Linked DNA regions of Mus musculus: region 2 is linked to region 1. Evidence: chromatin contacts called from public HiChIP or PLAC-seq data. All regions are on one chromosome and are shown on one strand. Each heading gives the region's core, a stretch centred on a gene start, on an enhancer-like site or on the middle of the called end of the contact. The rest is flanking DNA. Distances are from core to core; before and after follow the strand shown. Region 1 holds the start of Nr2f6 (nuclear receptor subfamily 2, group F, member 6). Region 2 holds the start of Fam32a (family with sequence similarity 32, member A).

Region 1 (3,936 bases), core at 124-2,623:
TGATATTTGACCCAAGGGCGCGCCGGATCGATCCGCGCGGCCGCAGACAATGGCCCCTGGACGCCGCCAGCCCCGCGGTGCGACTTGCACCTCTGATTCCCGCGAGGCACCACGCGTGACGGGCCCCCACGAGAAAGGGGGCACTGGGGGCTGGAAAGAGGGTCCTCACTCCTGACAGCACTCCCGAGCCCTCCCTGTCTAGCAGAACCAGCTCTCTCCAGAGCAGGAGGACAAGAGCAAAGACCACCTGCGCGGGGGAGGAGAGGGGGAGCACCTGCACGCATGTATCACCAACTCCACTAGGGCCGAACCCGTGGTCTGGGGCAGGAATGCGGGTGTGGGGAAGGTCAGCGCCAGGCCCAAGGTGACCGAGCAGGTCCGGGCCAGCTCGGTGGCCGCGCGTGGGGCTCACCGGCAGGTGTAGCTGAGATTGCGGCGGATGCTGCGCTTGAAGAAACTCTTGCAGCCCTCGCAGGTGAACACGCCGTAATGCTTTCCACTGGACTTGTCCCCGCACACCACGCAGTCCACCTGCAACCCCGGACGCTCCTCGTCGCCCGGCTCCGCGTCGCTGGTCGCCCCGGGAGGTGACGCCGAATCGTCCTCGGTCGCGCGTGGGTAGCTCCCACCAGCCTTGTCCACGCCGTTCGTGTCGCCTCCGGGGTCGCCCCAGCCACCGGTCACCATGGCCATAGCCCCGGAGACAGCGGGGCCGGTACGCCCCGGGACGAGTCCGTCCCCTCTGGGCACGCCTGGCGACCCGAGAGGGACCCGGCTACCCCGGGCGCATGCAGCCCGCGCTCTCGGGGGGCTCCGGTCGCACACCCCCCTGAAAAAAGTTTTGCGGCAACTTCCTGCGGCCGGTCCGCGCGCCAGGCAGGAACTGGTCGGGCCGGTTCCAGGCCAACTTTCCCACGCGTGCCCGCGGTCGACGGGGGCGCGCTAGAGGCGCGAGTCTGGGGCGCCCAGGTCCCGTGGTCCGGAGTCCTGGGGACCCGGTAGCGTCGCGGGGGCCATGGCCCGGCCCCGCCGCCCAGGCCAACTTAGTGGCTCACCATCCGAGCGCGCGCGGGCGCCCCCGAGCCCGGGGGGAAACTTTGGCCGCAAGTTACGCGGCGAGGGGGGAGGGGCGGCGGGAGCGCGCGTCGGAGACCCGGAGTCCCGCACGCCGCGCGCGCCCGGCCGTAATCGCAGAGGTCCAGGCGATAGAGCTGAGTGGAGAGTGCGACCCGCGGCCTTCCCTGGATCGTCTCCCCGCCGAGCGCTCGCGCGGCCGGCCTCGGCCTGCGCCTGGGCCCGAGCCTCGGCCTCGCCCTGGCGCTCGCCGCCGGCCCCGCGCTGCGGCCGGCCTGACACCCGCGTTCCATCGGCGCCGGCGGGGGCGGGGCGGGGGCGCGCGGCGCGGCCGGGGGCGGGCGCTCGTTGCCCCGGCGACGGCCGCCCTTATAAGGGCATGGGGTAGCCGCGCGCCGCCCGGAGCCGTGGGCCGGCGAGAGGGCGGGGCGGGGCGCGCAGCTGACCCTCCCCCACGCGGCCGCGCAGCCTTAACCCCTGCGAGTCCTGTCGGGGCATCGGGGAGCTCCGCGCGGCTCCCGGCAGCCGCGCCCCCCGGGGACATCTGCAGGGGGCACGCCCCCGCCGCTCAGGCGCGCGCCCCGCTTTGCTCTGCGCGGCTGCCAGCTGGAGCGGCCCCCTCCTCCCCAAAGTCTCCGCGGCCCGCCCCCGCCTCCGCCTCCGCCTCGCGCTCCGCTCCGGTGAACACCTGGTGTCCGGAGTCTGGGGGTGGGCGTCCGCGCTGTTAGGTCAAGGGGTCCCCCTCTCTCCTTTCAGGCTTCAAGGGTGGGAGAGGCTGGGCGTCAGTCGCCTCTCCGGCCGGAAGGCGTGCCAGTCCCGGGCTGTTGTCCGGGTCTCTCTTCATTTCCTTTCCTTTTTTTTTTTTTCTTCTTCTTCACAGAAAGGGTTTGGCCTGGTGACCGGCTGGGCCACAGATGTCTAGCCCCCCTCCCGTCCAGCCCCCCACGCCTAGAGCCTCCCAGCTGCCGCCACGCCCCTGCCCCCTCCAATTCTACTGGAGCAAGCATTTATTAAGCACCCTTTGTATGCAGGACCCCCCAGGGCACGGATTTATTAAGCTCCCTTCACATTTGAGGCCTAGATGGGATTGAGGCCTGACTCTAGGTCTGTTAACGTTTAACAGAGGGAAAAGTCCCTCTTGGGGTGACCTTTCACCCCTGAGTCAGAGTTCTGACGGCCAGGCCTGTTCTGCCTCCTATGCAGGCCTGGGTCCAGTATAGACACACCAGAGAACGCGGCCAACCTGGACAAGGTGCCCTCCCTTCTGTGCCTTGTGAAAATCATCCCACAAGATGAGCCCTCACATAAGGGGACTTAAAGGAACTGAGGTTCAGGTTTCCGCTAGCCATGTACACCCAGCCCTGTGCTGTTGGGTACCTAGAAGAATCCACCTGGATACCTTGTGAAAATACAAATACAGAAATCAGGAAGAACTAGAATCAGACTGGAGCAAGGACTTCCCAGGAATCTGATTAGAATCGACCCTGCTTTAGTGGTGACAAATCCTGGGTGACCCAGAAGATAAATCAGTTTAGGAGTCATAGTTGGTTGTTTGGGATGAGAACAGTCCTAGATTGGACTATTCTCGAGTCCTTGGTGCCAGTATCTCAGGAGAGGGTTGAAAGGGTTAAGGGCCAGAGGGCCAGAGAGAGGGCTTAGGAGGAAGAAAGGCTCTGGAAGAGGGGGCTGAGTCACAGAAGTTCAAATAAACAAGGATTTTGGGAGACTAGTCTCAGTGAGGGGCCCAAAGGGAAGAGATAGTTTCAGAGGGGTATAGCCCTGTCCCAGTGGCGCTGCCACTCTTGGCCCCCTAACCTTTGGGACCCAACCGCCTCACCCCGCCCCCATAACCCCTGCCCGTGGCCCCGAGGTGACATTTGACCTTGTGGTTGTGGAGGACCTAGGGACAAAGACACTGGGCCCATCTGCTGCTGGGACGCCCGTGGGAACTGCCAGATACTGTCGGGGCTGCCTGGGAATCAGCCCTGCACGGCTCCCACCCCCAGCAGGTGACCTTGGCTGACCAAAAAAACCGATCTGCTGGCTAAAGGTTAAAATGGCTTGGGCCGGCTAGAAGGGCAAAGGTGCTTGCCTGAATTCGATTCTGGGCACTGCATGATAGGGACCCTGGAGACTTGTAGGGCGTGAAAGAAGGAAGCAATCCTCTTCCACCCCCCAGGCCCCACACACCAGCAAGGTAATCTGCCTCTCTGTCCTAATCCCTCAAAGCCCCCAGAGTATGGGACAAACATAGGTCTTCAGCCCCAGGATCTGGCTCTTGCTGCCTGAGGCACTGAGGCAGCCCTCCACACACCCACTCCCCAGGAAGGACAGCTGTTCAGAACACCTGCACAGGTGTGGCCTGCAGGCTAGTCCTGCTCTACGGTTTCAGCCAGGAGGGGACAACTGAACCGCAGCCCAACCCCTACTCAAGCAAGGGGTGTGGCCATACACTACTTGGTCAGCTGCTGCTAGTACACACAGTCACACAGACACACACACACACACACACACACACACACACACACGCACACTGTGCTCTCTCACATGCTCTCTCTCTCCCCTCAGGAACCCTCTTGAGTGTTGCTCCAGTTGTCCCCACTCAGAGCTCTCTACCATAGCAGTACATTAAGTTTTATTCTTACCATTTTCAATCATGTGTATCTGTGTGTGGGCGTCCTAGGCGGCCAGAAGCATCAGATCCCCTAGAGCTGGAATTACAGGTGGCTGTGAGCTACTATGGGTGCTGGGAACTGGACTCTGGTCCTCCTCTAGAGCAGTAAGTGCTCTTAACTGCTGAGGTATCTCCTCTGACTCTCAATTTAACAACAGTAACAACGGGTGATATTGTGGATGTCAGAG
Region 2 (3,954 bases), core at 509-3,008, 840 kb after region 1:
CCACAATGCTAAATGTCTTGGCTGGTCTTCAGTATATGCTGGAATCCCAAAGAAGCAGGCTCTAATGTCAGTGAAAGTACAGAATGCACTATAAAAAGCTAGGGCAAACATGCATCAGCTGCCAGAAAAAAGTGTGTCCCAAATTAAAAGTGGATTTTTCCATCTCAAATGATCTGGATTAAAATTGGATCTTCCCATTTTAAATGATTTACTTAGAAAAAAATCAACACTTTTATTGAGTTTTATTTAATTCAAGATGTAGTCAAGCTGTAAACCAAGAATAGCCATCAGATATAGAATAATAAGTGAGCCTGGTGTAGTGGCTCAGGCTTAACATCCAGAACTAAGGGAGTCACAAGCTTCGGGGCTGTGTAAGGAGAGCCTCGCACACAGAGAGAGCCTCTCACAGAACAGCAGTAGGGGCCTGATTCCCTGGACACACAGTGGAAGGAGCAAAGCAGCTCCCACAGTTGTGCTCTGACCTCTACTTGCTCTACACAGCACACAAATAAATAAATGTAACCTCCCCACTCCCCAAAATTGCTATAGAAAAAAAAAAATCCCAGCACATCTGTGATCCCAGTAGTTGGGAAGTAAGGTTGCTGGGCATGGTGGCACGCACCTTTAAACTCAGCCCTTGGGAGGCAGAGGCAGGTGGATATCCCTGAATTCACAACAGCATAGCCTACATAAGGAGTACAAGGACAGCCAAGGCTACACAGTGAGACCCTGTCTCAAAACAAACAAACAACCAAAAAGACAGTTTAATCATCTGCTACATAGCAAGCCTGTCCTCTATAAAACATCAACAAGACAAGCTAGGGCAGTGGCACACACCTGCAGTTCCAGTTTTCTGCATGCTCAGTCAGAACTGCAGCAAGCTAGAGGTCAGAGCAGTCTACACAGCAAATTCCACGTTTATCAGACTCATTTAGTGTCATGACACTTCTGCCCTCAAACTCACAGAAAAATAATTGTGACCATTGAGATGACTCAGCAGACAAAGGATCTTCGTCTATAAATATGACCACATCAGTCTGATTCCCAGGAACCCACAGCATAAGGCCTGAGAGTACTGCAAAGTGTCCTCTGTACTCCACGTGTGCTCTGGCACGTGTGTACACACACTCACATACACGTATACAGGTAACTAACTTTTAATGTAATTTTAAAGATTTATTCTTTCTTTTTTTTTTTAAGATTTATTTATTATTATATGTAAGTACATTGTAGCTGTCTTCAGACACACCAGAAGAGGGAGTCAGATCTTGTTACGGATGGTTGTGAGCCACCATGTGGTTGCTGGGATTTGAACTCTGGACCTTCGGAAGAGCAGTCGGGTGCTCTTACCCACTGAGCCATCTCACCAGCCCCAGATTTATTCTTTCTTATTACTTATTTCGAGACACAGTCTTTAGTTCTGGCTGACCTGAAGTCACTACATAAAACACGCTGAATCCAGAGATCCAGAGATCCTCCTGTCTCTGTCTCTGGAGTTCTGGGTAATTGTAATTTTCTAAATTGGAAAAAAAGTAATTAAGTAAATAATGCCACAAAGCAAAAGTGGATGCCCATAAAGTCAGAAATGGACGCCCAAATACGAAGTGTGTCTTTAGGCGAGCTATGTTGTTGGACAGTTGCCAAGACTACCCGAGACCGGAAGTGTGCACTTACTCTGAACCCTGAGGACGCGTGCGTCCTAGCTGACCAATCAGAAGGAAGCGAGGAGGGTTTCGGCCGGAAGTACTGTATGCAAACAGGAAGTGTGGCGGAGTTCCCGGGGCACGGCTTGCGAGCGCTATGGAGGCCTACGAGCAAGTCCAGAAGGGCCCCCTGAAGCTGAAAGGCGTGGCAGAGCTCGGCGTGACAAAGCGGTGAGGCCCGGGAGCCCGCGGTCTGTCCCTGAGGGCCGACCCCCAGCTCCGGCCCCTCTTACCGTCCCCCTCTCTCTCAGGAAGAAGAAGAAGAAAGACAAAGACAAGGCCAAGATGCTGGAGGCCATGGGGACGAGCAAGAAGAGCGAGGAGGAGAAAAGGCGCTGCCTGGACAAGCGCACGCCGGCGCAGGCAGCCTTCGAAAAGATGCAGGAGAAGCGGGTGAGGCAGGGGCAGAACAGGCCGGCTCCAACTGCCCGTGTAGCCCAGGCCTTCTCCCAACTCCTGGTAGCCTGGTAGCCCTGCCTAAAGTGGTCTTCTTGTGAACTGGGAAGACAGATGTCATCAGCTCTTAATGCTAGCCAAGTTCATTGTTCTTAAGTTACCACAAAGTCTGTTTCCATGACAACTCGCTTTCCTAGCTTCAAATGTACTTTTGTTATTTGAAGGTTGTGTGTGTGTGTGGATGGAACCCAGGCTCTTCTGTAACTCTCTATGTAGGCTGCAGTTGGCCCTGAACTACTGCCTCAGCTTTTTAGTTCCTGGAGAGGCTAGCATGGCCCACAAGGCCATACTAGTTATTTTGGGTGTTTGTTTGTTTGTTTAGTTTGCTTTGAGACAGGTTTCTTTATGTAGCCTTGGTTGTCCTGGCACTATCTCTGTAGACTTGAACTTCTAGGATGCAGTGTTACAATGTGATATCCCTGTTGAGAAAACCCAGGAAGGCACCTTCTCCATCTAACAAAGGGCATCAATTATGTATTGGAACTCCCACAGAGTTTCTGGGATGTGTGGGTCACCTTGCTGTCTCCCAGCCAATTGTGTTCTCTGGTCTGGTATAGCCTGTACTTCAGTGGAGTGTTTTGTTTTGTTTTTTTGCCTCTGCAATTGAATAACGACATGGGCTGGCTGGCTACGGTCTTGTGGCCCTTCTGGGCACCCTAATTGGACAACTTGATACAAACTAGAGTCCCCTAGGGTCTGCCACCCCTTCCTGCTGTCGTTGGTAGCTCTGGTCCTGAGTGGAAGACTTTATTTATTATGTATGCAGTGTTCTGCCTGCATATATGCCTGCAAACCAGAAGAGGGCACCAGGCCTCATTATAGATGGTTGTGAGCCACCATGTGGGCTGGGACTTGAACTCAGGACCTCTAAGAGAGCAGTCAGTGCTCTTAACCTCTGAGCCATCTCTCCAGCCCTGGGTGGAAGACCGTTGGAAATTTTTATTTATGTGTATGAGTGTGTTGTCTTCTTGTGCTGTGCTGCCAGAGGGGGAGCCGAAGGCAATGCAGCTTGGACTGTTGGAGCACACGCTCAGGCATGGTGCCTCCTCAGGCTCCTTTGGGGTACTATGAGACCTGTAGTGGGGTATGTGAGATAGGCTGGGTAGAGATGGGGGTACTGCCAACCTGGTTCACTGGTATAGCCTGTCTTCTACAGGACTTCAACGGACACCTGTACACACTCACTGACCACTGTGACATTCCCATAGGGTGTAGTAGGTGTGGAAGGGTGTCATTACAGAAAATTGTGAGCCACCATTTAGTGCTGGCTCTGAGCTGAACTCAAGATCTTTAGCCCCCAGTGTTTGGGTTTTGAACCATGTAACAGCAAAGGAAAACTGAGTGTGAAGCATGCTCACTTCCATTTATCTCTGTTCTTGACTGAGTTGTGGCCCTTCAGTCTCTGCCTTCACTTTCCCTCTTTATGGACTGTAAGGTGAAATAGCCAGCCAGATAGGCGGGTATGTTGTCATAGCAACAGAAATGCGAGCTGGAGCACTGAGCATGCACTCGGGTTCTGCCCTTCCTACCTGGAGTCTCTTACTCCAGAGAGGAGTCTGCTTGTGTGGGACGTGGCTCCAGGCCTCTCAAAGCCAGTTTCCAGCTTTTGGCAGGATCTGCCCATGAGGAATACTGGGGTTGTAGGGAGACTAAGCAGGGTCCCTCCCAAATATAGCAGCTGCTTTGGGCATCAATGAGCTATGGCTCCCTACCCCCATCTGTGCAGCTCCAGCCTGGGCTGTGTCAGTCATGGGGACTCACCCTGGTCTCTTCTCTCTCCAGCAAATGGAAAGAA

What was found. HiChIP or PLAC-seq counts read pairs in DNA pulled down with a chosen protein or histone mark.
Region 2: an HNF4G HiChIP or PLAC-seq map of pancreatic cancer cells shows a contact between it and region 1. The contact joins the promoter of Fam32a here to the promoter of Nr2f6 in region 1. A contact is called at or near these places in 1 of 115 datasets of contacts at active chromatin or transcription factors (pancreatic cancer cells) and 1 of 9 other capture datasets (liver).

What each region holds. Positions count from the first base shown.
Region 1 is chr8:71,380,579-71,384,514 of GRCm38.p6, forward strand. Nr2f6 (nuclear receptor subfamily 2, group F, member 6) reads right to left here and starts at 1,374. Exons shown (of 4, transcript NM_010150.2): 1 at 413-1,374. The coding sequence starts at 693. Ushbp1 (USH1 protein network component harmonin binding protein 1) reads right to left here. Exons shown (of 13, transcript NM_181418.3): 13 at 3,696-3,936.
Region 2 is chr8:72,217,987-72,221,940 of GRCm38.p6, forward strand. It overlaps Fam32a (family with sequence similarity 32, member A), which reads left to right and starts at 1,759. Exons shown (of 4, transcript NM_026455.5): 1 at 1,759-1,874; 2 at 1,955-2,096; 3 at 3,942-3,954. The coding sequence starts at 1,801.